Linked DNA regions of Mus musculus: regions 1, 3, 4, 5 and 6 are each linked to region 2. A link is a contact called in public Hi-C and promoter capture Hi-C data. All regions are on one chromosome and are shown on one strand. The core of a region is the stretch at or near the end of the contact, and the rest is flanking DNA. Distances in the headings are between cores, read along the strand shown. Region 1 holds the start of Ift80 (intraflagellar transport 80). Region 2 holds the start of Pdcd10 (programmed cell death 10). Region 3 holds the start of Map9 (microtubule-associated protein 9). Region 4 holds the start of Ccnl1 (cyclin L1). Region 5 holds the start of Ctso (cathepsin O). Region 6 holds the start of Plrg1 (pleiotropic regulator 1).

Region 1 (4,558 bases), core at 60-2,559, 6.6 Mb after region 2:
TACGTGGGGAAACATAGCCGCGCCTGCCATCGCGCCCAGGACGGAGGAATTCGCTCAGGCCACCCCCGCCCCTGTGGAACCATCTCATAAGAGAAGGACGTCTGCTGACAAGTCTCCTCCCGTCGGGGCTGGGGAGTGAATGTGCTCGGAATCGGGGAGGGAGGGAGAGAGGTACAGAGTGGGAGAGAGAGAGAGAGACAAGTTCGTCCAGCTTCGGGGCTGCGTGGCTACTCTCCAGAGCAGCAGCGCCTGCCTGCCCGGGCGACTTGTCAACCCCCTCCCTTCTCCCCGCCATTTAGGTCCTGACGCCCGGACGGCCCTCGGAGAAGTCCAGGTCTCTTTTCCTCATCGCCCCAGCGGAGAGGATGGCCGAAGCCGGAGTCACCCGCCACACACTGCTGAACTGGACTCTGGCAGCGTCTGCTTGGGTTGGGTCACTTTCCGGGATAGTAGGGGGTCTAACCCTCCCGGGTCCGGGGCGGAGTCCCGATGGACGACAGTGTAAGCCATGCCAAGTGCCCAGGAGAGGCTCTGAGTGGGGCTGCAGTCCCCTTAGGAGACAGGACGGATCGGCCTGGGGGAGGGGACGCTCTGGCCGAGCCAGGCTCGCTGCCTCCCCCAGGAAGAGGCGCCGGAGCCGCCGCCCGGCCGCCGAGGGGGAGGGGTGACAGGCACGGGAGCTCGCCGAGCCGCCTCCGCCGCTCCAGCTCCAGGCCTTGGGGTTGCGGGCGCCCGCGGGGCAGGGAGGAGAAAGTGTGACAACCTGATCTAGAAGAGAAGGACTTCACCTGTCGGCGGGTCCACTCCGAGCCGGGCTGAAATGGTGGCACGGCCGACCCCCCGCCTCGCTCCTCCCGGTGTCTCGGCTCCGGGTCCTTCACTCGAAAATGGCGCCTAAAATCCAAACTCGAACGGAAATTCGTTACAAACGCGCGCAAGGGTTTCTGGGACCCGCGAATTTGAAAAAAAGTGCGGCGAGTCCCACCGCCATCTTCGGGCCGTTCGGGCGCATGCGCGGGCTCTACCCCAGGGACCGTGGCGCCGAGGGCCAAGTTACGACTGGGAAGGGAGAGCAAGCAGGGCTACGTCCTTTCTGTGGACTTTAACAGAAATGAGAGTTTCGCACTTCTAGAACGACAGCATTTGAAAAACTGGAGGAATTTGAAAAAGAAGGAAAAAAAACAAAACAAAACAAGCAGGGTCCCGCCTACAATTGTAGGCGGGTCCAAGTTGCCCAATAACACCTTCCAGGGAGAGGGCGGGCTCGGTTAGGGGCGGGGTCAAGAGCCCGCTCGGGTGACTGGCACCTAGCAAGTATCGCGGGAACATGGCAGGGGGAAACGCTCGCAGCGCTTAGAAATCACTATGGTGACGGAAAGGTCGGGAGGCTATTTGGTAACTAGTTCGAGCTCTGAGAGCAGTCGCCACCGCTTTCCTGGAACTTGAGGTAAATTTCTTCATCTCCAGAGCCTTTGAAGAAAGGGCTTGGAAGCGGTAGCGGTCATTAAGACCTAGCTTCTCTTGGTTAGATGGGATGAGCTTTGCGGGAGCATCAGTTATTTTCCATCTTCTTCCAGCCACCAGGGTGTTGATCTTGGGATGTGGAGTTTACAGGTAAAGCGAGGAAACCGGGATTATTGAGTTAACCTTGTAGTCCATTTATGAATAACAATGATTTTTGAACTATTTTGTGTAAGTGACACTACTGAAAGGTGTTGAGTTTAAATAACCATTTGGCCAGCAGGGCTCCTAGTGGGAGAAAGGATTCGCTGGTGATAACTAGTTACCGTTATGGGGGAATTAGTTCATAAGTAGCATTTGTCTTTGTTACACAGTGAAAGGAATAGCAAGGGTTGTTAAATGGATGCGGCAATTCCTAATCCCGAGCGGTTTAGTTTCCTTAATGGGCTTTTAACCTGAGTTTGAGGATAATGATGGTTGGGACAGAGTTTCTGACTCTCCGAAAATTGTATACCAAGTTTTGTGTGTTTTGGCATTGTTTTCCTGAATGTTTAGTGACCCTATAATTTTGAAAAACGGTCTGTATCACTCATCCTCCCCAATGTTAAAGAACCGCTGATTAATTTCGCTGCCCCCAGTAAGTATTTATACAGCAACTTTTAAATTGAGAGCTGTTAGCCTTTCTCTTTTTTTTTCCTCAACCTATTTAGGGTTTGGCATTTTAGAGCACCAATAAACCTTTTTTTTTTAAAAAAAAAGATTTATTTATTATTATAATCTAAGTATACTATAGCTGTCTTCAGGTGCACCAGAAAAGGGTGTCAGATCTCATTACAGATGGTTGTGAGCTACCATGTGGTTGCTGGGATTTGAACTCAGGACCTTCAGAGAAGAGCAGTCAGTGCTCTTAACCACTACTGAGCCATCTCTCCAGCCCACCAACCTTTAATGAATGAATTTACATTGTTCTAAAATATATTATGGCTTTGAGATGCCTAACACTTAGATTCAGTGATTCTCAGGAAGTGCTGGAGAGGACTACAAGTGTGGGAGTCTGGAGGAGTTTGGAGATTGGTGTGGTTTGAATAAACGTTTGCTAATATAATAATGTACCTTTATATTTCTAGTTGAAAATAAATTGTCTTCATAAAATAAATGTCACCATGAAGCTCAATGAATATTTTTTGGGGGGGGTATGGAGGACTAGTAGGAGTACCAAGAGGATAAAGGGATTCTTTTTAGGGGCTTCTGGAGTATTTTGTATTTTCAGAGGTTCTAAAATACAACAAAGCTGAGCGGAAGAGATACCTGCTATGAAAGAAGTAGACTGGGCCAGGGGAGATGTGTGGTGTTAGAAGCACTTACTGCTCTTGCAGAGGACCCAGGTTCTGTTCCTAGCACCAACATGGCTCTCAGAACCGTCTGTAACTCCAGTTCCAGGGATTCGGTGCCCTCTTCTGGCCTGGAGAGAGACATGCATGTGAACCACATCATGCAGAGAAGACACTCATACATGTAAAGTAAATGTAAGAAAAAGGTAGAATAGACCATATGGGAAGGTGTATATGCTAGTCAGAGCAGAACTTACTAGAAAGCTATAAGTAGGAAGCAGGAAGGCTGGAGAGACGGCTCAGCAGTGAGGACCACTGCTGCTCTCGCAGACCTGGATTTGGTCCCCAGCACCTATACTGAGAGTTTATACCTGCCTGTAACTCCAGTCCAGGGGACCTGACGCCCTTTTCTGCACAATGGTGGTGCTCGGCACACACATACGTGCATGCAGTATACACATTAAAAGTTAGAAAACAACCCTAAATCCTATTATTTCTTTGGATGTAGAATTGGGCAGTTTACTCATCAAGTGTCTCTGGGAATGTTAAAAATCAACAGATAATGTCTATCTCAGAGCAGTGTTTGTTCATCTAGTATACATAAGTATTTGATATTACTATGTGATGGCATTTGAGGAAGAGTAATTTAGGAAGGATCTTGAAAGGCAAATTAAGAATATAGCTACAGGCTGGGTGTAGCTTGGGAGATGAGGCAGGAAGTTTGCCATGCATTTAGAATACCTGGGCTATGTGTTGAGTTGGAGCCAGTGCTATAGAGTGAGAGTGTTTTTTAAAAAAAAAAAAAGGAAGACTTCTTAACAACTGAAATGGGTTATGTTGTTACAGGGAAAAGAAATCAGTCATAGGTTTAGATAGATCGATATTAAACACTCTTTCCTGAGTAGGGAAGAGTGCCTAGGCAAGAGAAAGGAAAGATTCACGGTTCTTTTGGACAGACTACTGCTGTTACAGGTTTTGGTGGTTAAGAGTATAAACCCTTAAAGACAGTCAAGTGCCGTTCTTTATGGATCTCTGAGTTAGTGAAAAGGCAACAGGTAAAACAAGCAGTAGTGCTGGCCACTGAGTCGGATGCTGGTATCAGTATGGAAAGTCTTAACTAACGTGGAAAGGAGTGGTCTTCAGTAAATCACTTAACGACAGCCTCAAATTTAAATGAACTTAACCATGCCCTGTCAGAACAAACATCTCCCTCCCTCTCTCCTTCCCTCTCTTCCTTGAAACAGGGTCTCATTATAGCTCAGACTAGCCTTGAATTTCCTATGTAGCCAAGGCTAGCTTTGAATTTCTATTTATCTGGACTTCGAGGCAAGCATCATCATGCCTGGCAGCACAGACATTTTTATAACAGCTATAAACTAAGTTGCGTAATGAAGAAGAGATATAACCGAGAGCTATAGAGTAGACGTAAGTCGGAATGTGAACATGATGAAATAGGCATTTAGGGATTAGGGATGTAGGCTTGGTTGGTAAAGTGCTTAAAGAGGCCCTGGATTTGATTCTCAGCTCTGCATAAAACCTATCATGGACAGTATACTCCTGTATTGCCAGCACTCAGGTGGACAAGGCAGGAGTAGAATAAATTCATGATTATTTTTCACAGCTAGTTTAAGGTTAGTCTGGACTATTAAGCTTCTGTCTCAGAGAAACAAAACAAATCTGTGTGTGTTGGTCCAGGCCTTCTAGCACCTGGGGGGCAGAAGCAGGTGCATCTCTGTGAGTTCAAGGCCAGTCTGGTTTATTATATT
Region 2 (5,010 bases), core at 68-2,567:
ATTTGCTTCTTTAACCCATATCTTTTGCAATCCAAAGACCCTGCAATACAACCGGTTATCTTGGATAGACTGTCCGTGGCAGGACAATCTGATAAACTAACACAAGCGTCAGGCACTGAAGAGGACAAAGTTATTTTCTTAGTGAAACAGTTACAAAGTGGTTCTCTATCAATGCCAATTTTGCCTTTTTAACAGCTACGCATCTAGCTTGACACCATCCACCTGGTACTCAATTAGCAGGGCTTTCTTCAATCTTGTGATCTCCCAGACCAGTTTTAATGGTGCAACTCAAAACAAAATCCTTAACCACGCCCTTAATATCCCAGGCAGAGTTACCTTTTGTTTTTTGTTTTTTTTCTCTCTCTCTACCAAAGTCTGTAATTGTACGTAATTGTACTGAAAAGGTTTGCACCGCGATCCTAAGTCAACATAGCACTCTTTCCTCCAGTATCCAGGCGTTCCTATTGTCAGATGCCTTCCTCCCCAGGTTGCTGTGCTGTAGCCCGCAAGTGGCGCCCACGCTTACCTCCTTCACACCTGCAATCCCCGCTCGGGATGCTGGAGAGGATGCTGGGCAGGCTGAGACTGCTCCGGATGCTGCTCTTGCCTCTCTCCAGGGAAACTACAGACTAGGCTGAGCTGAAGCTTCTTCTGAGATTCAAGCTCCGCCTTCCCCGCCTCTAATTGGCCGAAGCTCGGGCTGCGGCTCCTCCCACTGCCATCTGCGCAGCCTAGGCGCAGAGCGGTACCCGAGGTCTCTTAGTTCCTGGTGCTCTGACCCCTTCATTTCGGACTTTCTCCCCTCTGGCATCGCACCTGGCCCTTCCTCAGGTCCTGCTTAGCTCTTTTAGCCGGCTGGTCCAGTGAACACGGGAGTGGGCTGTCCTTTGGGGGTATGGGGGTACTGTTGCTTCGGAGTAGGCGGAGCCCACCGGTCTAGCCCCTAGAGCCTTCCTCCCCGCCTACCCATGGACTCAGCCCAGCCTCCTGTCGCTTGCTACCTCTGGCCCCCCGCCCTTTTCTTTACACCCATCCGAGGGCACCTCCCATCGGTGGGCGTGGCGTTGTGGGCTATCTTCTCATTCTGATTGGTGCAGGTGAGACTCGGCCCCGCCCTCCCTCGTTTCTGGGCGCGCTCTCTCTTCATCTCCTCCCCTCCCTCAAAGACAGGGAACTCTCTTCTGATTTGCTAGAAGTGTCCCCACCTATTGCCTAAGGCGTTCTCGCACAGCCTTCTGGGAAATGTAGTCTTACTATTGCAGGAAGTGCTAACGGAAATGGAGGGCGGAACTACAAATCCCCATCGGGCCTTGCGCGACTCCTGCTGGGCAGGATTCCGGACAACGCCTGGTTCCTTTCGGGTCCTTCCGGCGTCGCCGGAGTGAATTGATCCGGGAGTTGAAGAGGGCTCCAAAGGTGGGAAGTGAAGTCCGTGCCTCAGTTGCCGGTAAGGCGAGGTTTCTCGGTTCGGGTCCGCACGGCTCCGTGGGCAGCCAGAGCGGCCTGGGGTCAGGCGGGGACCGAGGCGGAGGTGCTGAGGCTAGGCTCTGGCCGGCGGGGCGGACGGGTGGGGAGCCGGGCCTTGTGGGCGTCAGCGAGGTCTCTACGCGAGCTGCGGAAAGCTGGGTTTGTAAATGCCTCCTGCCCAGCCCGGCCCGGCGCCTCCAGGAAGTCCGCTGTGGGTTTGGGTGGAGGGGAAGGGTGAGGTCGGCCTCCCGGGTCTCCACTGACCGAGGGGGCGGATGTGGTGGGGTGAGGTCCCGGGCAGGTGAGGCTAAAGCTTGGCTAGGCCTGGAGGGAGCGTGGGTGCCCGGGAGTCGCCTCCCGGTGTGGCTGGGGTTATGCCCTTTGAGGGAAGAAGAGAGACAGTGTTGACAGTTCCGACTCAGTTCCAATTTCCTCTCTGAGGAGGTGATTCTTAACTCGGAAGGTTTGTGCCTCTTGACTCCAATACGTCAGATGGATGTATACTTCTCAAGTGCCCTCGAAGCGCTTTCACTTTGGGATGCTAATGAGACTACTGTAGAAGCAAATGACGTGCCCAAGGTCACACAGATCTTCAGAGTCTAGTCCTCCGAAAGTCCAGTTTCTGACCAGAGTTGTCGGCTTAGGAAGAAAGAGTGGGGAGGTGGGTGGTAGTACTGGAAGCAGATAGAAGAAGTTGCAAAGTAGTGTGCCTGTTTGTCAGAAACGGTTGTGAGGTGCAGAGAGTTGGTTTGTTGACGTGGAGTGGAAGCTTTGCCAAAGCATCCTCTCTAATGTTCTGTAAAACAGGAAGGATCGCTTTAGCTTAGATCTTTACCCCTTTTTCTGGGGTCTACTGAATGATAACACTCACTTTCCACACGCCATTTTTAAAGGATAGATAATATTTAGGAATAGCTCAGTGTTGCCATTAAGAGAATAGTCCTTTTCATTTCTATTTTCTTACCATTTTCAAAAACTATGGGTGAAACTTTCACAGAACTTACTTTACAGATATTCATGCTTTCATTAAGTGAAAATTAAGTGCAGAATCTTGGAGAAATTGTACCATGTTCATTACAAGAAGTGACCCTTTGGGGGGGGGGGTCAGGTTTTTACTTTTCTCTCATTTTCTTCACTCCATGTGTAGACAGTAAAACATACACTTGTATATTTTCTTTTCTTGGCATCATCAGTGAGTTTTAATTCATTCTTATTTAATGTTAATGAATGATAAAAATGATGCTTCTATATTGAATGGAAAGAACTGCAGGCTTACTATGTAAATTAAAATATAAATACATAGTATGTACTGTAAGTATATATGCTATATATTGAATGTGCTTTGCTTGCCATGATTAATATTAATTTTTTTTTAATGCAAAGCTGTTTCTGGGATCAGAAGAACCAGTCAAAATGGTCTTGTTTGAAGGGGACTTTTAAAGAAAATGGAGAGTTGTGGTACCATAAAATGAAGCAAAATCAGGAATAATGTAACACCACACGTCACAGTAAGGGAAAAGTCACTAACAAAAGGGAAATTATCTGGGATTAATTGGTTTTGAAGTGGAGTTTGAAGTGCATTAATTTGAGTGGGCCATATGTAAGTCAGTGCTGGTAAAGCAAGAATGCTAATATATTTTCTAGATGACAGTGTGGACATTTGTTGTTTGCTGGGAAAGGTATGAAATAAGTTTTAAGTGGCACACAGCTGTGTTGGTTATGGAAGGACTTTTTTAACAACAAAAAAAGTTTTGTCTTTGATTTAGTCCTACTCCAACTCTGTCTGTATCTCTGAGGCCCATCATACTGTCCTGTTTCATCGTCACTACAGTGTAAGTGCTGAGATGAACAGTGAGATGAACAGAGAAGATGATTTTGAACATCCTTCAGGCTCTAGCTAGAGCTCACAGATCGGATGTTTGCCTGTAGTGTGCAGCTCTCTTTGCCCACATTTGTTCCCTTAAAGAGCTTTGCATCAACTCTCAGACACTATCCATTGCAGGACTTTGGAGGTTTTCCTTAAAGAGCCATCTCTCTCTTAAAGAGTAGTCTGTAAGAACAGGGTCTATATATTATTTATCTTTTTAGTCTTGGTAGAATAATTGAGTGGCTAAGGGGAATGGAAAAGGAATGGCTAGGTGACTTTCCCAAGGTCATATGACCTGGAAAAGATCAGCTTATAATTAATCCATGTATTTTCACTATAGGTTTTAATATTGTGTTCAAACTTCGATTATTTTATGTAAGAAAAAGACTGACCATTACAGATGTCACTATCTCCTTATTCTGTTTAATGCTACTAATTTGTCCTCAATTTCCTGAATGTCTCCAAACTTATTCTCAGCTGTCACCTTTTTTTCTCATATAAGTTTCTTCCTGATTTGGGGACAATTTTACAAATTCCAACTTTCCACCTGTCTAGTATAAGGGAGTTTTATTTTCTTTTACAGCAAAACTTCTGTGTAACTTAGCATTTTAGAAAACCTTGCTACTGCCTTTTTAAAAAGCAAATAAGATTCATTATAACAAAATATAGATATGGAAGAAGGTTTTTATGGACTCTATTCTTCCCTTAGATTTTAACTTCAAAACAATTATTTCACTTACCTTGTAGCTAAGGACACCAAAACTAGAAGTAAATTTACTCCTTGGGACTCAGAAGAATACAATGCATTGCTAAAGTCTTGGAAGGACTAGAGCCAAGATTTGAGTATAAACCTCTCCTATGTTTGTTTGTTTTAGTTGGTTGGTTGTGGTTATACCCAGGATTTAATACAACCTTGAGAGAAGATGATTTTGGGAAACTAACTTTCTAATTTCAGAGGAACTTATATTTTGCACTTCTTGTAAGTTATATTTGAAGCAGGGCAGTGGTAGGGTATGCCTTCAATTCTGGCACTTCAGAGGCATAAGCAAGTATATCTCTGAGTTCGAGACCAGCCTGGTGTATATAGAGTGAGTTCCAGGACAGCCAGGGCTACACAGAGAAACACTGTCTTGAAAAACGTTATAATTGAGGGATTTAAGGTAATATTTTACTTTTTTGAACATATGACACTTCTAAGATTAAAAATGTTTTTAAGTTTGCAAACAAAATTTTAAGGATATAAAAGGCTAGATTTTCTCTAGAAGACAAAATTCTGTAATTTTTCTCAGTAGCATACTAATATAATAAACCAGAGTAGATTCCCACTCTTCCCCATATAATTGACACTTACATACTATTGACACTTTTCACAGTAGGAGCTTATTATTTCTATACTGATTTAACAATGTTTTAACATCTCACTAAACATTATCGGAGCAAGGCCTTCTCACTTCTTCTATCTTAGCTCTGAGCTATGTATGTAGCCTTTACTCATCTGTTTTCTTACCAGTACACTTCCCAGTAGAGGATTGTGTTTGCTTTCAGTTTTGATGATGTGGTAAGGTTTATTATTAACCATGGTTTTTGCTAAATTCTAAGCTTACTTGGTACTTTTTGGATGATAGTCTGAATATTATTTGAATCTTCAATAACAACTTAATATTTACCTTACATAA
Region 3 (4,825 bases), core at 1,839-4,338, 6.8 Mb before region 2:
AAGGGAAACCTGGGCTGTGGTAGGGACCTCAAGATATTAGAGATGCAGTATGACGAGATCTCTGCCAGAGTGTTACCTATGGCATTAGAACCAGCCCCAAAGGCAGATGCATGCAGCAGGCAGAAAAGCTCGAGGAACAGAGCCAACTAAGTCCCAGACACTAGACACGGAGCCATTGGGGCTTGGAGTTTGCCCTACTATGTTTTAGTCTTGCTTTAGTCCAGTTATTTCCTTACTATGCCCCCATTCTTCCTTTCTGGAATAGTAATGTCTGTCTGTCTGCCTGCCTGTATGGACATATATCCTATCCCATTACATGTTAGAAGCATGTATTCTGCATTTTGATTTTTTCAAGAGGCTACAATTAATAACCTTTAATTAATAGTTCTTCTGATTGACTTCAGAAGAATTTTAAACAGTGCAGAAAATGTTAAAGACTATGGGGGACTTTAAAGTTAGACTGAATGCATTGTGCATTGGCCATGAGTCTATGGGTTATAGGAAGTGAGTTATGGTCACTTGGGTGAGAATGTTTCCCGTAGGCTCAGGAACTTGACTACCTAGTCCCCACGTGATGGCACTGTTTGGTGAGGAGGGACTGGCTTGTGGATGAAGTACTTCTCTGGGAGTGGGCTTTGTCACAGCCTTGACATCATTCCAGGTCTCTTTCTGCTCTGTGTGTCTGCCGTTGAAGGCACCTCGCTCACATCATTTTGAACTGTAGACCGAAATGAACTCTTTTTCTAAGTCACTTTTGCTCATGATGTTTTACACCAGCAACAGAAAATCAGTTACTATACCCTCTATTACAGCCCCAGATCTGGTCTGTGTCACAAAAGCATTACATAAGCACCACTGTTTAACCCTGTGAACCCCGGTTGCAATTACAGATATAGAATTCTTAAAGTTGAACTTAAAGATGAAACTACTTCCAAAGACAGCTTAGTCCTAAGGTAGCATTTTACTATAGACCTAGTAATAGTTTTAAATTTACATTCAGAAATAAGTAGAGATAATTTGTGATCTCCTTGAAAATTAAGAGTGGCTTCCTAACTCACTGCACACATAGAATTCTGAAGCTAGTGAATTCACAGGCATCCATCATGAGAGGTTATGGGATAGGTGAAATGCAACTAAGACAGCAAAACACAGGACCCTGGCTCATTTGTCTATTCACTTACATACCAATCTCGTCACTGTCAAAGTCATCGGAGTATTCGGAACTTCTCTGCCTGGCTGACCGGGCTGTAATGGCTCTGATCAGCTCATCCTGCAACGAGATCAGTAACTAACATCAATTCCCATTCAAGCAGGGATGTCTCGTACTTAGATCTTAAAACAACTATACTCGGTTATTCTACATTCACATTTAAGTTCATTCACCCAACTTTACTCTAAGCCTACGCTGTACAACGTACCCACGTCATCAGACTCAGCGCAGAATTGAGCCATTTCCTCGGGACTGGTAAATAAATAGGAAGTGACTACTAGTATTAGATAGATTAATTGCAGGTTACAATCTTCGCTAAATGCTAATGAATGATAGGGGCATCAATTTAATTGGATTTACTAGAAACTGACATTCTGTTACAGATGCCTACATTTTGAGGGAGGGAAGTGCTTAGGTTTGACAAGCATGACAGGCTACTTTGATAGCCTACCACTGAGGCAGACCCTCAGCCTCAAACTGGTCCTTGAAGTGTATTACAGAGATGGGCATAATGTGATAAACACGGGAACAAGAGTTGGATGCAGCATTGGCACAGTCAGACCTTGTGACGCTTACGACAGAAAACCAAAATCTAAAGAGAGCCAAGCTCTGAAGTCGCTCTTTGGCTTGCAACTTAGAAACCAAATATTGAAGACAGGATCCTACAGAGAGGGGTGTTTCAATACTGGAGCCCAAAGTTGACAGATGACCTACAACACACTAACAGTGAAGCAAGAACTCCTCCCACGTCATGCCAGATCTTGTGAGAACCAGCAAGGGCTAGGCAGCAGCATAATCAAAACCAAATGCTTTGCAGCGTTTTACCTGAAAGGAAGTTCTCTTGGTAGCCTTTGGACTCTTGGTGTACGCCAAAGTTGTGCTGAAGATTTCATCGGACATGGTGTGTCCTTTTTCTCTGCTTTTATACAACAGTTAATAAATTACTGAAATAATTCATTCAACCTCTGATGGTGGCTGAAATATACATATAAATATTTTAAAGAATTAGACGTTTTTACATGATCAAGACACTGTTCCTGGGATTAGTGCCCCACAACCCCGCTCCAAAGAGAAATCGCTCTAATCATTGTACAATATATTCACCTAAAAACGTTAAGAGCGTTTTATGTTAAGTACATAAAAATTTCACAACAAATTGGTTTTCACGAAAAGAAAATCCATGAGGAAGTTATTACTGTTCTACATCCACTAGAAGGATGAATGAACTACATAATAACAAAATGTTGCCAAACAATTTCACTTTCCATTATTAAAAACACACAGCATTGCGGACGCCACCACGACTTAGTTCAAGCTGCAACCAAGAGGACTGTCAAGGTTCCCAGCCCCGGAAATGGCTTGCACATAACAGTATTCAAAACGATGCTTAACCACAAGCAGCAGCGACATTTTCCCAAACCATTCGTTTGCTGTTACACACACATCTCCACACTAAGTTGCAGCACATCAGGCTTCCAGCGCGCGACGTCGGAGGCCCATTTGGATCGCCGGCCACCGCCCAGAGCTCCCCGGGCTGGCCAGGCGGCGTCCGCATCCCAGCTCCGCGCGGCTCCCGGCCCAGCACGCGCCAGGGCCCCGCACACCCAGCACGGTCCCCTCCGTTCCTCCACGTACCACGGCCCGCGCCTCCTGCATCCACCCCGCTCCCCGTGCACCCGGGCCCCTGTGACCACCTGAGAACCCAGCGGCTATGCTCTAGCACAGGTGTCGCCCCCGGCCCGGGCCTCGCGGTCTGGGAAACCAGGTATTGGAATAACCTGGAGGCGGGGCAAAAGATGGAGGCAGAAGGCGGTTGCTAGGCAACAGCGTCCCCGGGAGGAAGTGACTTCCAACCGCCTGGTCTCTTGGGTACCCAACACCGCCTTTCCGCCGGCGTCGCTGGGACAACCGCACAGACCAAGGAAGTGACATCACTGGTGGAGGTGTTGGGAGCGCGGTGCCCTATCAGCTTGTGTGCAATGGCTGTTACCTAGGAAACAAGACCGGCCCTCTGCCATCACGCCACAAGGAACCTTGATTGCCCCTGCTCAGAGTCCTTGTTTATAGGCAGGTATTGCGTGACCACGATGCAAAGCTTCCTTTTGCTAGTTAGAACGTGGAATGCGTGAGTCAGTGCAGTGTCAGCGGACTCAACAGAACGACGTAGTAGTGACGTTTGCAATCGTCGGAGTTAAACTGCACGTTTGATTCTTGGAATATGCAAAATAAGATCTCTATGATTTGATAAGAAACTAATAAGACTGTCTCCTTAAAGGATTGCAGTGAATACCGAATACAATATATAGCGAAATATTGGGAAATGTTTAGAATCGCATTCAGTTAATATTACATAGGAGCGTTTCTTGTAAGTAATGCAGTTGGGGGGGGGGGGGCGGAGGAGGAGGAGGCAGAGAGTAGGGGTAGGGGTGTGTGTGCTAAAGTATCCCATAAGCACACACAGCCCAGAGCCTGTTTTACATCTTTGGTGAAAAGTTTACCCTTTCTATATTTAGTAGATAATCTGGTTAAAAAGAAGTCAGCAAATAAAACACAGGGGAGAAGGCTGGAAAAAGTACTGCTGACAGTATCACTATCTTTGCCATTTAATAATTTATTAATACACAAAACACTTAAACTTTTAAAGTTACACAGACTTCATCTATTTTTAACTTGAAAAAGGTATGTCGAAATCAATTCATTAACAAGTGACTAAACTTGTTTCTGTATCTCCACAATGTTTCTTTTAAAAAATAACCCTGACAAATAGATCTTTAAATACACAAAAACAAATATGAAGTTCAGTGAGAAAAAGGTTTCTAAGTAATATTTGCAATAACTCCTTTAAAAAGCCTAGTTTAAGTTTTTCAACTTGTTCTTGGTTGGTAAATTTGTTTTGGCTAATTATGTTGTTTTTAACTATTTTTAAGTGAATATCTGCATAAGGAAAAGATTTTCTATTTTCACCAGTTACTGTTAGCTTTTCTATCCTACATTTTATTAACATCTATGATTCTGATAAAGGCCCTGTACCCACGGCGGGTACCCAAATGGGAAGAACTAATTTTTAGATAATGTGTAAGGGCTCTATTCATTTGGTATTCATTTAACTGATATAACTTTAATGTAGGCATGACTTACAAAAATAAACTTACAACAACATCAATGATAGAGAACACTGAGTTCCCAGCTACCAATAGGGCCGGGTTGCACACAATGGGAATGGGTTTCGGATGGTTGTTTGCCACAAGCACAAAGTGAGAGGCTCTAAAGAGAATTCTTTCTAGCAGCAATTCAGTTGTTACACATGTGAGTTTGAGTTGAGTACTAAGTATGGGAGAGAAGGCTGGACCTGAAGTCCAGTATATGGACCCACCTAACCATGGTTTTGAGTGGCTCAGCACAGGAACTGCTTTTAGTTAGTGCTCAAGATAATTTACTGTCAGTGATTCTTCAGGTTGCCTTTTGGTTTTGGTGTGTGTGTGTCTTTGTGTGTGTGCATGTGTGCACCTGCATGAGCACCTGTGCATGCCTGCATGTGTTTGGGCAGGATATAGGGTAGACGAAGACCCCTTTTCATATCACAAAGAAATTGAGATGTGACTTTTATTCAGCAGT
Region 4 (4,819 bases), core at 1,867-4,366, 9.6 Mb after region 2:
CTTTCACTAAGTTTCCTTTCAGGCACACAGAACTCAGGTTGAACTAGTAGGATCCCTGTCTATAAAGATAAGCAAGGCAGGGTATGGTGGCTTGGGTTTGTAATACCAGCACTTGGGAAGCTAAGGCAAGATGGCTGCAATGAATCCATGGCCAACCTGGGCCACAATAATAAATAATAATAGAATATTACGTGCGTATACACACATTTTCACTTATTCAACATAGTCATTTGCCTCCCAACGGCCTCACTTGACTGGATTCATTTCCACTAATGCTTTTCTATGAATAACACGTATCTTTACTCTTCCCTGAATTCTTGGTAATTCTAAACAAGCCTTGTCTTTCCACATTTTAACGTGGCTGTTTTAAGTGGATAGTAATTTGGAAACAAAACTTTCTCCATAATAACTTACAAATAATGTAATGGTTTTTCCAAACTTAGATTATATCACAGAAAGAATATGACAGTTACTTAACGAGCAAAAACCTCGTAGAGTCCAGTTACTAGCCCATTACCTCCCATCTTCTGGATTAGTCATGGACAATTTTGAAAAAAGAAATAGTAACAGTAGTTTGGTGACATAATGAGGAGCAAGCATTTATAACATGTTCAGCCATCTCTTCCTGTGGGAGGAACAAAAGTCCTGTGCTCAACAGATAAGCAACAGGGGAACCAAGAATGTTTTGTTTTTCAAGACAGGGTTTCTCTGTGTAGCTCTGGCTGTCCTGGAACTTGTTCTGTAGAACAGGCACTACCCTCAAACTTAGAGACCCACCTGCCTCTGCCTCCCAAGTGCCAGGACTAAAGGTGTGTACCACCTTTACAGGTAGGAACCAGTAATGTTAAAGACAGGGTTGTTCCTTCAAACAAGGGTATATAACCTTCTATCCACCCAGAAGGCCGAGAGCAGATGTGACTAATAGCCTGGTGACCTTTTCTGCTGTGTGGCCAAGACCACATCAGATCTTTCTCCAGACCCGTATCATGAGCATGTCATTTACAGAATTGATCATTATGGAAGGTGTCTCATGTAGTGAATCTACAGAACCCATCTTTATGGAAGATGTCACGTGTACTTTACAAAGAGTTTTGATGGAGTCACACCTTAAACTTTATTGTCCACATGGAATTGAGTTAATTATCACCAAAAAAGTTTTCACTAAATTGTGCCGACCCTAATATATGCATAGAATTGCACATTGGTGGTGCAGCTATCCAAATCATTTCTGCTCCTTACCCATATTCCTGTAAGTAACCCTAATAAAACTCATTGGTTCACCAAGTTTGCACTCTGATGGTATCCATACTTTGGTCTGTGGTAGGTTCCCTATCTGAGGTGAGTAGTGTCTCACTAGGAAAAGTTTTGTCCCGACATACCTGTCCCCTGGACTTGTGTCTCCTATGCTGTCACAGAAAGTTTGGATATGAAATGCCTGCCACATACAGACCCTGTGAAGAGCTTGTCCTTAGTTAGTAGCACTGAGAGGTGATTTAATCACAAAGGCAAATACCTCATAAATGGGTTAATCCGACGATGAGGTCACAGCTGGACAAGCAATTAGGAGTTGGCAACCTACTTGAGGAGGGAGATCCCTGGATATATTCCCCTTTCTCTTTGTTGGTGGCAAGGGATTTGTTTTTACCAAGGTCTCACACCATAAAGTTCTGCCTACACAGTCCTACAGGTATAGGGCCACATGGCTGTAGCCTGAAACCTCAGAGACCATAAACCAAAATTAAACCTCATTGTGGACTTTCTAGGTAATCTGTCAGTGACAAAAAGCTATCACAATCATAAAATTTTTGTTTTTGAGGCTTTAGTTGAGTACTGGGATTAAAGGCTTGTGCCACCACTTCCTGCTCTATATAGCTTTTGTTTGGAAGAGGTTTTGTTTCATTTTGAAGATATTATATAGCTCTTACTGGCTTGGAATCAGTCTGACCCTCTAATCAGAGATCCACCTGTCTTTGTCTCCAGAGTGCCCGTCCCAACACACTTTGTAAAAATGAGCTGTGAAAATACCTTGCTTTGGTGACTAAGATGTATCCAAATTTTCAGTGCGCTCTATAGGTCCAAGGTTAAGACACTTTTCAAGAAAGTAAGCTTTAACAAAATAACAATTCCAACCCTTTGTACTGAGTCAGGAGATTTTTCTTTCTCCCTAAAGGCCATCTCAGAGGATTAAGCTGGAATAAAAAGATCATGGGAGGCCAGAGGCAGAAGGATCAATTGTTTCACGGTCGACCTCAGCTTTTGGGACTTTTAGTATGGATGGAAAAAGACCACAGCTCTCAGCCAGGCGGTGGTGGCGCACGCCTTTAATCCCAGCACTCGGGAGACAAAGACAGGCGGATTTCTGAGTTCAGGGCCAGCCTGGTCTACAAAGTGAGTTTCAGGACAGCCAGAACTATACAGAGAAACTGTCTCGAAAAAAACAAAAAAACCACAGCTCTCATCTTAAAGGGAATAAATGATGGGTTATCCTGGAGCCATTTTGATTGACCATGGTCCCGGAACACAGATTTAGGTTATTCCAAACTCCATGTAAGATGAGAGCTGTGTTTTTCTCTTCATTGACACAGGGATAGTTACTTTCTCTCCACTCTGACAAAAACCATCTCTTTAAGACGAGACTCCCCAGCGCAATGAAATCGCCCGTGTACTGTCCTCGCCATAAACCTATTTTTGGAACTAGGGATTTTCCAGATTACTGTAAACCCGGCGAAGTGAGGTCAGGGCTAGGCATGCCTTTCTAGGCTACACCCCGACACCCACGCGCGCTCGGAGCTTTCCGGAAACCCCAGGCGCTCAAACTGGGAAGCTGCCCGGTTCAGAGTCACTTTGTTACACTCCGGTGTCGCCGACCGCCGGACTGTCACCAACGCGCAGACCGTGCAGGGGTATCGGGGCCGACTCACCAGGCCAGAGTCCGGGTTATCCGGTGACTAAAGCCATTACCACCCCTGAGCCGCCAGCACCCTGCCCCGCCCTGCCCATCCGGACCCCTCCGCCCGGTGTCACCGACCGAAGCGCGGAGGAACTCGTTGGCGCGCGCGGGGAGTGGAGTGGGGTGGGGTAGGGCGTGTCGGCGTGGTGACGTCAGGGCGGAAGCGCACGCTGCGTGCGGCGGCCTGGAAGCCGGCGGTCACGGGAAGATCCGTCGCGCCGAGGACGCTGGTTAGTCTCGCTTTGGGTTCCGGCTGCGTCGGGCGTGCGTGGAGCTCGCTGGAACTATGGCGTCCGGGCCTCACCCGACCTCGACCGCTGCCGCCGCCGCCGCCGCTGCCGCCTCCGCCTCGTCCGCCGCCCCGAGCGCGGGCGGCTCCAGCTCCGGCACGACCACCACGACGACGACCACGACCGGAGGGATCCTGATCGGCGACCGCCTGTATTCGGAGGTGTCGCTCACCATCGACCACTCGCTGATCCCGGAGGAGCGGCTCTCGCCTACCCCGTCCATGCAGGACGGCCTGGACCTGCCCAGCGAGACGGATCTGCGCATCTTGGGCTGCGAGCTCATCCAGGCCGCCGGCATCCTCCTCCGGCTGCCGCAGGTGAGAACCCCGGCTGGTTGCGGGCCTCTCCGCCGCGGCCAGGTTTCTCCGGAGCCTGCGCCGGGCGGCGGCGGCGGCGGGAGCTCGGGCGGGCGAGGGTGGGGATGCGGGGGCGGGCGGCGCCGCGCGGCCCGGGCGGGGGAAGGGAAGCGAGCGGCCGCACAAAATGGCGGCGGCGCCTGGTGCGGGCCCGCCTGACCCCGGCGCTTCCGTTCTCCTCTCTCGTCTGCAGGTGGCGATGGCTACAGGGCAGGTGCTGTTCCATCGGTTCTTCTACTCCAAGTCGTTCGTCAAACACAGTTTCGAGGTAAGCGCGGCGGAGGCGGACAAGAAGGGATTTCTTCATCCGGAAGCGGGGAGGAAGGGGGTAGGAACCAGCTTTTCCAGAAAGGGAGTGGTTAGCTTAGGCCTTTGTACCTCGTTCCCACCCAGAAGGAAATGGGGCCCGTAGAGCAATGTTTCAAGAACTAGAAAATGGATCCCCAGTTCACGTGCTCTGTTAACCAAGAACTACGTTTTCAAGCCATTGCACAATTCTAGCAAGAGGTAGCTTGATTCTGACCCAAAATTAAGAGCAGTTGAGCAATAAAACGTAAGAGCTGGTCTAAAAATGTCAGCTTCGATTTTATTTCGCTAAAAAGCCCGTTGTATCCTAAAGAGGGTTCTTTGCCGGTCCTTGGTGACCCACATCCTTGGGCAGGCAGATGTACATACAGATGGAGTTCCTGGAAGCCAGGACTACACAGAGAAGCCCTATCTAAAAACAAAACAAAATAAGGGTTGTTAGACTTTGTTAAACTGTTTCTAGTTTAACTTCACTTGGATTTTTACCTGGGTTCTTTCAGATTGTTGCTATGGCCTGTATTAATCTTGCGTCAAAAATCGAAGAAGCGCCAAGAAGAATAAGAGATGTGATTAATGTATTCCACCACCTCCGCCAGTTAAGAGGAAAAAGGTAAGATTGGCCTGTTGAACATAGTATCTCTTGCTGTACTGTGCACCAATCATCCAGTCAAAACATCTTCTCCCCTCCCTCAAGTCAGTGTGGATGCAAAAGAAAGCGGACATTAGGTGCTGAAATTCACGTAGGAACATTGAAACTTTTAAAATCCCCTCCATTAACCAGCTATCTGAAGTTTGTAGAGACAGTTGCATTGTGGACAATTCTAGAGTGCTGTGAAGCCAGTCCCTTGGCTTAAGATTAAACAAGAAAGGGAGTACGGTTGGCTCAAGTGGGAGTGTATTCTGTAAGTTGTGTTTCC
Region 5 (4,369 bases), core at 568-3,067, 6.4 Mb before region 2:
TTGGTGTTTTTAACCCTAAGTTTTAAAAAAAATGTACTAAGATTTGAAATGTTTTCTTCAACCTCCAACCTCTTACTTCTCTATATGGAACCTTGGTTGCATTTCTCCTCCAAAGAGAATCTAGACGTGTGTCTGGGGATTGCAATCTCCTCAAGAGTAAAATACAAGTAGGCATGGAAATTATAGTTCACACACAAATTCTATTTTGTAATAATTTTTCAGTGACTGTGACTGTAATCTTGATTGTACCTTTACTAGGATTGGGAATGTCCATGGAAATAAACCTTTGAGTATATTTCGGAGGATGTTTCTAGATGGGTGTAACTGAGGTAGGAAGCCCTTGGTAAGCTTAGGAGTCACTGTGTCTCCTGCTGGGGTTCTGGACCAAATAAAGATGAGAAAGTAAGCTGGGATACAGTATCCATGTCTTTCCCTTCCTGGCTGCTGATGTAGTATGGATGTCTGCTCCACACACATGTCACTATGACATCCCTATCATGATGATAGACTGTCCCTGAAAGTGTGAGCCAAAGTAGACCCTTTTTCACTTTCTTTAAGTTGCTTTTCTTGGCAACCTTGCTTTATTTCAGTAAGGAGAAAAAAAATTATACATTACATTGTTAGCTTTCAATACTCAAGATTAGAAAAAAAAAAACTAGTTGGCCAATAAACACCTTATCAACAACCTGTGACACTGACTACCTCACCCTATTGGAAATCAAGGACAGGTCTCAGTAACACACAGGCCAAGGACACTGAGAAATAGACTGGTAACAAGAAATGAGCTCAAAAGTAACAAAAAGGAGAACTAAAGCACAGCATTTTGATTTGAGTACAACACAAGGGTAGCTGAAGCCAAAGAAGGCCGGACTGAATGAATACTGGAACTTCTCAGGCCAAAGAGGACAAGGAGAACGGGGCAGAGCTATGGGGTTCTATGGAAATTTCAGAAAACATCAGTAAACACTAGTTAAATGGCCTAAGAGCAGCATTCCTGAATTCAGATAGACACTGAGTCGAACAGGTGAGTCCTCCTCTAATAAAATCGTGATGGCATTTTCTTTTTTCTTTTCTTTTTCTTTTTTTTTTTTTCAGATTTAAAAACCTTTCAGAGAGCATTAAGTATAGCAACTGAGGCCAACTGTGAATCTGCATTTCGGTCAGTTCCCCTGGTTACTGGGAAAATCTATCCGTGGTCAGCTAACTTGTCCATTTCAGAATTTTAAGGTTGGAGAGCAATTGAAGGATTATTATGAAAACTTTAAAAAAAGAAATCCGAATTTAAGGCAGTGAAATGTCTCCTGTTCTACATCAGTCTCCACCAAGTCAGAGAGAACTTGATGGTGGTAGACAGTTCCAGGACTGAGAAATCATTAACTTCCAGTTATAGGAGGAGAGAGCCAGTGCCCCCTGCAGGCGGCTTTCTATGCGACAGGTTTGGTGTGGGAAAGGCTTTAGGATTCAGGATACTTCTTCCCCTTAGCTTTGCTTTGGACATCTTTTGGTGCTTTGGGATATAGCACAGAAATCCTTGCCCTGGGGAATCAAACTTTTAGGAGGCAGTTCTACTGGGGAAATGCGCGCTTGGAGCTTGGGTCCCTCCCTAGGAGCCCCGGGGCAGTAGAGGGAGGGAGCTTGGTACCCGCAAGGCGGCGGCCTCCCGCTGGTGGCTCCAAGACCAGGTCCCGGCGACCCCGTGGCGGCCGAGACAGCAGCAACACAGTAGCAAGAGGTTCACCAACTGCGGCTTCATCCCGGTGCCCGAGGTCCACTGTGCCCGGCCCGCTTTCTCTTTCGGTTTCTTGGCTCCGCCCACTGCCTGTGTCCTGTGCACGCCCAGAAGCAGAAAGCTGCTGGGGTCCCAGCTGTTTTGTTTGTTTGGTGCTTCTTGGGATTATTATTGAGCTTTTGTGCTGTTATTGGGCATCTGGGATTTCCCTCTTACTTAATAAGAAAGAGAGCAAAACCTGACTTACACAACAGTATGAAGATACAAACTATTGTGTTTCCTGCTGTCTGAGATTCAGCCCTTCATTTTACTTCCTGCTGTTTAAATTGAATATGTGTTCACTGAGTGTGTGTAAATTGAACTCAGCAGGTTGTATGGGGACGTATAGTGTATGCGAATTTACACACTTCTCTCTATGGATGCGTATAAATACTTGACAAAATTGTTGCTGCACAGAACTGCACAATATCTTGTGGCCATTTCTCCACTTGTAGAAAGCTGCACCCGCTTCCGAAGTTTGTAATGAAATTTAGCTAAGTAATCCTAAACACTTCATTATATGCTGAGCACGTCCTGTGCTTTTCTTTGTTTCACTGTTAAGGTTGCTTTAATTTTTCTTATTATTTTATTATGTTGTTTTCTTCTTGCTTAGCTTACTTCATAATCCATCCACCTCACTTTCTATCCCCAGCTATAATTAACTGACGTAATTTTTAAAAATCTTGTTTCCTTTTACCATGGTGCCGGTATACAGAGTGTAAAAGGAAAAGGGGAACATGTTCAAACCAGTCAATATGTCTGCTCACTCACATCTCAGCTAAAGAGGTTTCCAGTACACTGCCTCAGAGCTCTCCTTTAAGGAGACTGAGTGATTTAAGATCTGAGACCAAATATCACAAATCGCTGGTTACCCTTGGGAGAAGACAGCCAGCTGCTTCTCAGAAGGGCCTATGTACACAAAATGCAAATTATTGTCTTAGAATGAGTCTTTACTCTGTGTTTCTTTTTTACCCCTTCTCTATTGTCCAAAAGCAGATCCTTTGTGGACAAACTGTAACCAGGTTCCCAGAAATCGGAATGTCCTGCATCTTTTGTTTCTTAGCTTCCAACCTGGCGTATATCTGAATAACCATAGTGTTTATTTTCTTGTTCCTTCACTCCCAGGCCTACCTACCCCGACTGCCCTACTTAAAACCCTAACCTTCTCCCCCTCTCCACCCTATTCTTCTAATACTGCCCCCATTGCCTCTGGTGTTCAGTCTGTAGCCTTTTGATCCATAGCACTTTTCTGTAATGCCAGCTTCGTGGGAGCGACAATTTCATTTCTTTAGTCTCTTATGCACCAACAACATATAGTGGGTATTCAATCAGTAAATGTTTGTTGATATAAACTTATTAAATTTAGTCCAAATAAACTTTCTTTTGATCACAGCAGTTATCCTGCATAAATGTTCTAACTCAAAGGATTGTCAAAAGACATAAATTATCATCAGAAAAATAACTTCAGTTTAGTAATAACAGGAGAGAATGCATAGAGATGAGTAGGCTACAACGAAGGGCCACTTGCAGAAGGATTGCTGAGATTAACATAAGCAGGAATCTGTGGGCTCCTTGCTATCTCAGTTATGCCTGCATTGCTAAACTTTCCAATAGGAACAGCATCTTATCACTGAGGGTCTAAAGGACCTCCCTGGTCTCTTCACACCAGGTCATATATTTTATCATCAGGTTTGCATCAGAGAACACAGTTACCCCCTGTACCTAATAAAAACTAAAGCTATAAATCAGATAGATGTTGGTTCTGCAGATGTAAGAGGGCAACGATATCTACAGTGAAGGCATCTGGAAACATTATTTAAAATAGATTATAATGGGTCCCGGAGAACCAGGTTCATGCATAGTGACAGTGATAAAGTGATTGATAGAAGTCACTATCACTGGAGGTAAAATTCATAATACTTCATGAGCAAAGAGGCCTCTATTTTCACTTTACACTGATGACTTCCGTGTATGTAACCGTGTCTGTAGCCCTAAGAAGGGAACATTCTACTCAGGCCATTGCTCACCCAACAGAGATAAACAGAGATGAAATGTGCAGAAAAGCAGACAGAATTTTCTCTGAGATGGATAACCTAGCCATATCAGCCAGCTTCCTATTACTAGAACAAAATAGCTGACACCACCAATATATAAAGAAAAACGACTTATTTAGGCTCTTGCTTATGAAGGTTTCAGTCTAAGAGCAGGCAGACTCGTTACATTCCTTTGGCAATTTGTCACAGATGAAAGAACAAGGCAGAAGTGGCAATGACAAAATTCATGAGCCTGAAGTCAGAGAGCCACTTCAAGGGTGTGGCCTAAAGAACTTTCACTGGGGTGTTCATTGTCTCTCAGTAGCACTGCCCAGAGACCAAGCATTTAACAAGGGGGCCCTCAGGGCAACTCTGCATCCAGACTACAGGATCAACTCTGGGTTCCCCTTGTTTAGAGGGATCTGAAAAGAGACACTGAAGACCACTTCTTGCTACTCACAGTTTGGTGCATGTGACCATTAGTGAAACATCACATTCAAAAGCCTGAGGGTAGAAATGCAGGCAGTATGCTCCACAGACCTAAAGGAAGTAAATGTAGACATATGGA
Region 6 (4,532 bases), core at 1,438-3,937, 7.5 Mb before region 2:
TTTATTTATATTTTTAAATTTATTTTTACTTTTTGGTTTTTCGAGATAGGGTTTCTCTGTATAGCCCTGGCTGTCCCGGAACTCAACTCTGTAGACTAGGCTGGCCTCGAACTCAGAAATCCGCCTGCCTCTGCCTCTCAAGTGCTGGGATTAAAGGCGTGGGCCACCACCGCCTGGCTAGCTCAGCATTTTAAAGAGAAATGTACTTATATTACTTAAAAAGATAATCTACCTTATAAATTAAATATGAATGCAAATGAGGGAAATTAAGTAGATTATTAAAAAAAAGCAAAGGGCAAAGAAAGGCACTGCACATAACACAATTCCCAGACTAGGGCTGGCGAGAAGCAAAAATATGCCACTCAAAACTCTTCACTACACCACGGAGCAAAGATGGGAGTAGTACTGGCCAAGTACAATTTCAGCAGAACAAGAGTCTGAGACCAGAAGCCGGGCAGTGGTGGCGCACACCTTTAATCCCAGCACTTGGGAGGCAGAGGCAGGCGGATTTCTGAGTTCGAGGCCAGCCTGGTCTACAGAGTGAGTTCCAGGACAGCCAAGGATGCACAGAGAAACCCTGTCTCGAAAAACAAAACAAAACAAAACAAAACAAAGAGTCTGAGAGCAGAAGCTAAAATCACACACAAACTGATTCACTACAAACAAGATGACATAGCAGGGATGCCCCTAATTACTGGGTACTGGTTACTTTTCTATTGCTATGGCAAACACCATTCTGGAGGCAATTTAGAAAATAAAGTATTTAACTAGGGGGTCATGGCTCAAGAGGATAGAGTCCTTGGCCATAAGAGTAGGGAGCATGAGAGCAGGCAGGCAAGCACAGTGCTGGAGCAGCAGCCGAGAGCTTACATCTGATTGGCAAGCATGATGTGTGGGGTGGGGGTGGGGGGCTGGACAAGAGGGAGGGAGTAGACAAGCAATAAGGGAGCTAACTGGGAATAGTGTAGGCTTTTGAAATCTCACAGCTTCTCCCCAAGGCCACACCTCCTCTAACAAGGCCACACCTCCTAATACTTCCAAAACAGCTCCACCAACTAGAGACCAAGCAAGCATTTAAACGCATGAGCCTATGGAGGCCATTCTCTTTCAAATCATCACACTGGGTGCCTGTAAACTATAGTTAGGTAATGATGTTTTTACTGCAGAAGACAAGACAATAGAAAAATGAGTTACCATTACTTATATTACACTAGAAAGCCACTTGCTATTGCCCAAGCGTCCTGTGAGTATGCACTTTTAAGACCTTTCAAAGTCCCCTCCTCCCCTCTCTCTGCACCCTTCTGTTAATATTAAATACTTTAGCAACTGAAAAGGAATAAAGCTTACCTCTCTTCATCCAAAGGCACGGGTTTTCCATTATCAGCCACAAACATGTCATGGGTCCTCTTCAATGACCTGAACACCAGTGTGTGTACAGAATGCTTCTGTACCTCCTGTAAAGAGACAGCCAAAAATCACACATCTAACAAGAGACCCATACACCCTAATCGACATGAGAGTCATTATGCAATTTCCACGCTAAATATGGAGAAGGATATACACTCCTCAATAACTGTAACAAACTACAGCAATCAACAACGAAGATGAGAAAGCTCCTGTCTGGCCAGAGCTCTTAGAAAAGTAACTGAGTAATGCCTACAATGTGTTCAGTAGATATTTACCGAGCTAGTACTGTATGCGGCATGCAGTGTACTCAAGAGGCAACAGACAAAAATAAGCAAAATAATTCCACATTTTTGGAGGGTTCTATGAAAATAGGCAATGGGATGAGTTGGTGGGGGGAGAATTGGTAGATATAATCAAGAAAGGTTTCTCTCAGGTGATAAGCAGAGAGGGAGACAGCCTTACACGGAATAGAGGTACAAGCAGTGAAAGTGTGGGAAATCCCACTGCAAAGGTGTCCAGATAACTCAGAACCGCAGCAGTTGTGAATGCTGCGGAAGTGTGGGTTTCCAGGGTCGGTGAGGTTTAGACCTCTGCCACCACCAACATTTTTACTCTATAACACTGGAACAGAAAGCAGCACTGAACTACACTCCTGCAATGTGTTCGTTAATCCTAAGCACTTAGACCAGCTGGAAGTTATTGAATGAGTCCGGGCAAAAGATGTTAGGCTAGACTCGGAGGACTGCAGTGGACCTGGAACGCAGTGGGTGGGAGTAAGAAACGTTTGGGATACGCAAGAACAAACAAACAAACAAAATCAAGAACCGCACGCCTCTACTGCGGTAGAGATGAAATAACAGTGGAACTGACAAGACAGCACGGACTAGCATCCCAGCCACGGTGGGAACATCAGAAGCCCCGCCTCCCAGGAGACGGCCAGGTACCTACGACAACACACGGACTGCAGGATTCCCTCAGGCTTCCCGCCGACTGAAGCTCGGACTTGGGATGTCATCGGCCTTCCTCCCACCCCGACGTGCCGAGACCACCAGCTTTGACTACAGTTCCTTTCCCCAGATTCCCACCACTTTCATCCTACACTTCCGTGGGCAAAGCAAAGCTCCAGGGACAAACGACTCCCAAGTACCCAAGCATCACTTTACCTCCACCATGTCGCCGCCGTTTAGTCTACCCCTCCAGCAGCGAAGGAACTCAAATAATCGCCGCAGAAAACGCCGCCACTATTCGGCAGCTCTTTCCGGAGATTGGGGCCCGTCGCCGGACGTGACGCTAACCGCACATGCGTATTGGCAACCCGCCGCGCAGGGGTCGAGGGGCGGAGTCTAGCGGTGGAGGGCGGAAGCTAGGCGGAGTTGCGCGGAGCCTCTTGGAGGAGAGCGGGACTTCGGCAGCCGCTGGGCGGGACTGGGGCGGGGTTTGGGCGGGGACGAACGATGTCTCCAGGCAGAAGGGCGGGTCTCGGCGGAGCTGGGCGGAGTCTCCTGCCTGAGGGCGGAGATTTCAGCCGGAGCTAAGGGAGCGCGCCAGCCTTAACGTTTAGGGGCGGTACCTGCTTCCAGAAGCTTGGTGCTCCTTACTTGGAGGTTTTAAGCAAGCAACTTTTTCGTTTCTTTTCTTTTTTTCGAGACAGGGTTTCTCTATGTAGCCCTGGCTGTCCTGGAACTCACTCTGTAGACCAGGCTGGCCTCGAACTCAGAAATCCTCCTGCTTCTGCCTCCCAAGTGCAGAGATTAAAGGCGTGCGCCGCCACCACTGTCCAGCTTAAACAAGCAATTAAAAAAAAAAAAAAAAAAAGGTTGAGAACTTAAGTTGGTTTTATTTTATTTGGCTTGACGCTAAAGTGTTGAGGTTTTGTGATTTACCCAGGTTAAAAATAAATCTGTGGCTTATATGATCGATCGTTTTCAAATGTTTTCTGTATTGATGTAGTTGCTATTTGCGATCTTAAGGCGTTTTCACAGATTGTGCGTCTTCCTGAACTGTGGTTAAGTTCACGGATACCGTCCTCAGAATACTGCGAATACTTTGAGAAGGATGAAACGTAGCGCCGATACAGCAATGCTCTCGCTCGATTTATATTTTAATTCATTAAAAACATGAAGGTCGTGTTTTTAACCTGAAAATGGACATTTCTAGTCTTTTTAGTTTTGAGCCTTAACGTCAGCGCCATCTTTGTAGCCCGCAAGTAGTCATTTCTAAATGTGAATGTGAGTTTAGCCAAAGGATCTTATTTTCTGTAAAAGTGGCTAATGTTTGTGCACGTTGCAAGGAAATAGTAATAGCCATAGAAAAGAACATTTTAAATCACAAAACACTAAGGAAATGTAAGAAAGACCTTAATGTATCTATGTTAATATAACTACTAGACAACTCTCATTAAACTTGTGAGATACCTTAGTCATCCTGAACACAGCTTATGCAAGGCTCATAAGGGCAGTCTACTGAGGTAAACCACACTAGGTTTTACTCTTCTTACAGCTCTTGAATTAAGCCACCCGTGTGAAAATTTCCTTCTTAAATGAATAGCTTGGGTGATCCTATTATCTAGTCATGAGACCCATAAATCACACATATCATACACAGATCTCCTGTTCATATAGGAACCTGGGTTTTTCTGTTTGCTATGGCCTCCCTCCTATTTTCTTGTATTTGAAGGGATCCAGGATCTTTGGCTGGTTAGGAGTCCCAGTTCAGAGGTGTTGGCGCACGCCTTTAATCCCAGTACTGAGGAGGCAGAGGCAGTCGGATCTCTGAGTTCCAGGATAGCCAGGGCCAGAACTACACAGAGAATAAAACCAAAACAAACGAAAAGAATAAGATGTACGTGTCTTTAAAAGTAAGCAAAAACCTGCTCTGGCTAACCTTGCGAGCTGCCTTTTCTGGACAGTAGAGGTCACTATGGCTCTTCATAAGTGTGCAGAGGACACTTTCTTTAAGCAAACATGACAAATTATTTACGAATATAAATATGAATGCTGCGTTTGTATGTGTGAAAACAATCGTGCAGATTTTAAGGAAAGCCGTTTTTTCATTAACAAAGCTGTTTTTTTTTCATTCAGTAATACAAATCCTTTCAATCTCCTTCAATTAGTGTACCTTGCCTG

What was found. Promoter capture Hi-C pulls out the DNA fragments that hold promoters and counts their contacts. Hi-C and Micro-C count contacts between places; a contact is called where the count stands out from the background.
Region 1: a promoter capture Hi-C map of second pharyngeal arch cranial neural crest shows a contact between it and region 2. The contact joins the promoter of Ift80 here to the promoter of Pdcd10 in region 2. A contact is called at or near these places in 3 of 39 promoter capture datasets (maxillary cranial neural crest, pre-B cells and second pharyngeal arch cranial neural crest).
Region 3: a Hi-C map of rod photoreceptor shows a contact between it and region 2, with 6 times the contacts expected there. The contact joins the promoter of Map9 here to the promoter of Pdcd10 in region 2. A contact is called at or near these places in 1 of 39 promoter capture datasets (pre-B cells) and 2 of 484 Hi-C or Micro-C datasets (CD4 T cells and rod photoreceptor).
Region 4: a promoter capture Hi-C map of pre-B cells shows a contact between it and region 2. The contact joins the promoter of Ccnl1 here to the promoter of Pdcd10 in region 2. A contact is called at or near these places in 1 of 39 promoter capture datasets (pre-B cells) and 1 of 484 Hi-C or Micro-C datasets (CD8 T cells).
Region 5: a promoter capture Hi-C map of pre-B cells shows a contact between it and region 2. The contact joins the promoter of Ctso here to the promoter of Pdcd10 in region 2. A contact is called at or near these places in 2 of 39 promoter capture datasets (the C10 cell line and pre-B cells) and 1 of 484 Hi-C or Micro-C datasets (CD4 T cells).
Region 6: a contact with region 2 is called in a Hi-C map of rod photoreceptor, with 10 times the contacts expected there. The contact joins the promoter of Plrg1 here to the promoter of Pdcd10 in region 2. A contact is called at or near these places in 3 of 39 promoter capture datasets (the C10 cell line, liver and pre-B cells) and 2 of 484 Hi-C or Micro-C datasets (CD4 T cells and rod photoreceptor).

Annotation. Positions count from the first base shown.
Region 1 is chr3:69,001,321-69,005,878 of GRCm38.p6, reverse strand. It overlaps Ift80 (intraflagellar transport 80), which reads left to right and starts at 1,309. Exons shown (of 20, transcript NM_026641.2): 1 at 1,309-1,447. It overlaps Smc4 (structural maintenance of chromosomes 4), which reads right to left and starts at 1,141. Exons shown (of 24, transcript NM_133786.4): 1 at 789-1,141.
Region 2 is chr3:75,553,159-75,558,168 of GRCm38.p6, reverse strand. It overlaps Pdcd10 (programmed cell death 10), which reads left to right and starts at 1,317. Exons shown (of 8, transcript NM_019745.4): 1 at 1,317-1,447. It overlaps Serpini1 (serine (or cysteine) peptidase inhibitor, clade I, member 1), which reads right to left and starts at 676. Exons shown (of 9, transcript NM_009250.3): 1 at 527-676.
Region 3 is chr3:82,356,335-82,361,159 of GRCm38.p6, reverse strand. Map9 (microtubule-associated protein 9) reads right to left here and starts at 3,088. Exons shown (of 14, transcript NM_001081230.1): 1 at 2,905-3,088; 2 at 2,036-2,185; 3 at 1,186-1,270. The coding sequence starts at 2,110.
Region 4 is chr3:65,956,546-65,961,364 of GRCm38.p6, reverse strand. Ccnl1 (cyclin L1) reads left to right here and starts at 3,116. Exons shown (of 11, transcript NM_019937.4): 1 at 3,116-3,557; 2 at 3,790-3,864; 3 at 4,403-4,512. The coding sequence starts at 3,237.
Region 5 is chr3:81,930,049-81,934,417 of GRCm38.p6, reverse strand. Ctso (cathepsin O) reads right to left here and starts at 1,817. Exons shown (of 8, transcript NM_177662.3): 1 at 1,643-1,817. The coding sequence starts at 1,753.
Region 6 is chr3:83,053,693-83,058,224 of GRCm38.p6, reverse strand. It overlaps Plrg1 (pleiotropic regulator 1), which reads right to left and starts at 2,687. Exons shown (of 15, transcript NM_016784.3): 1 at 2,571-2,687; 2 at 1,348-1,454. The coding sequence starts at 2,579.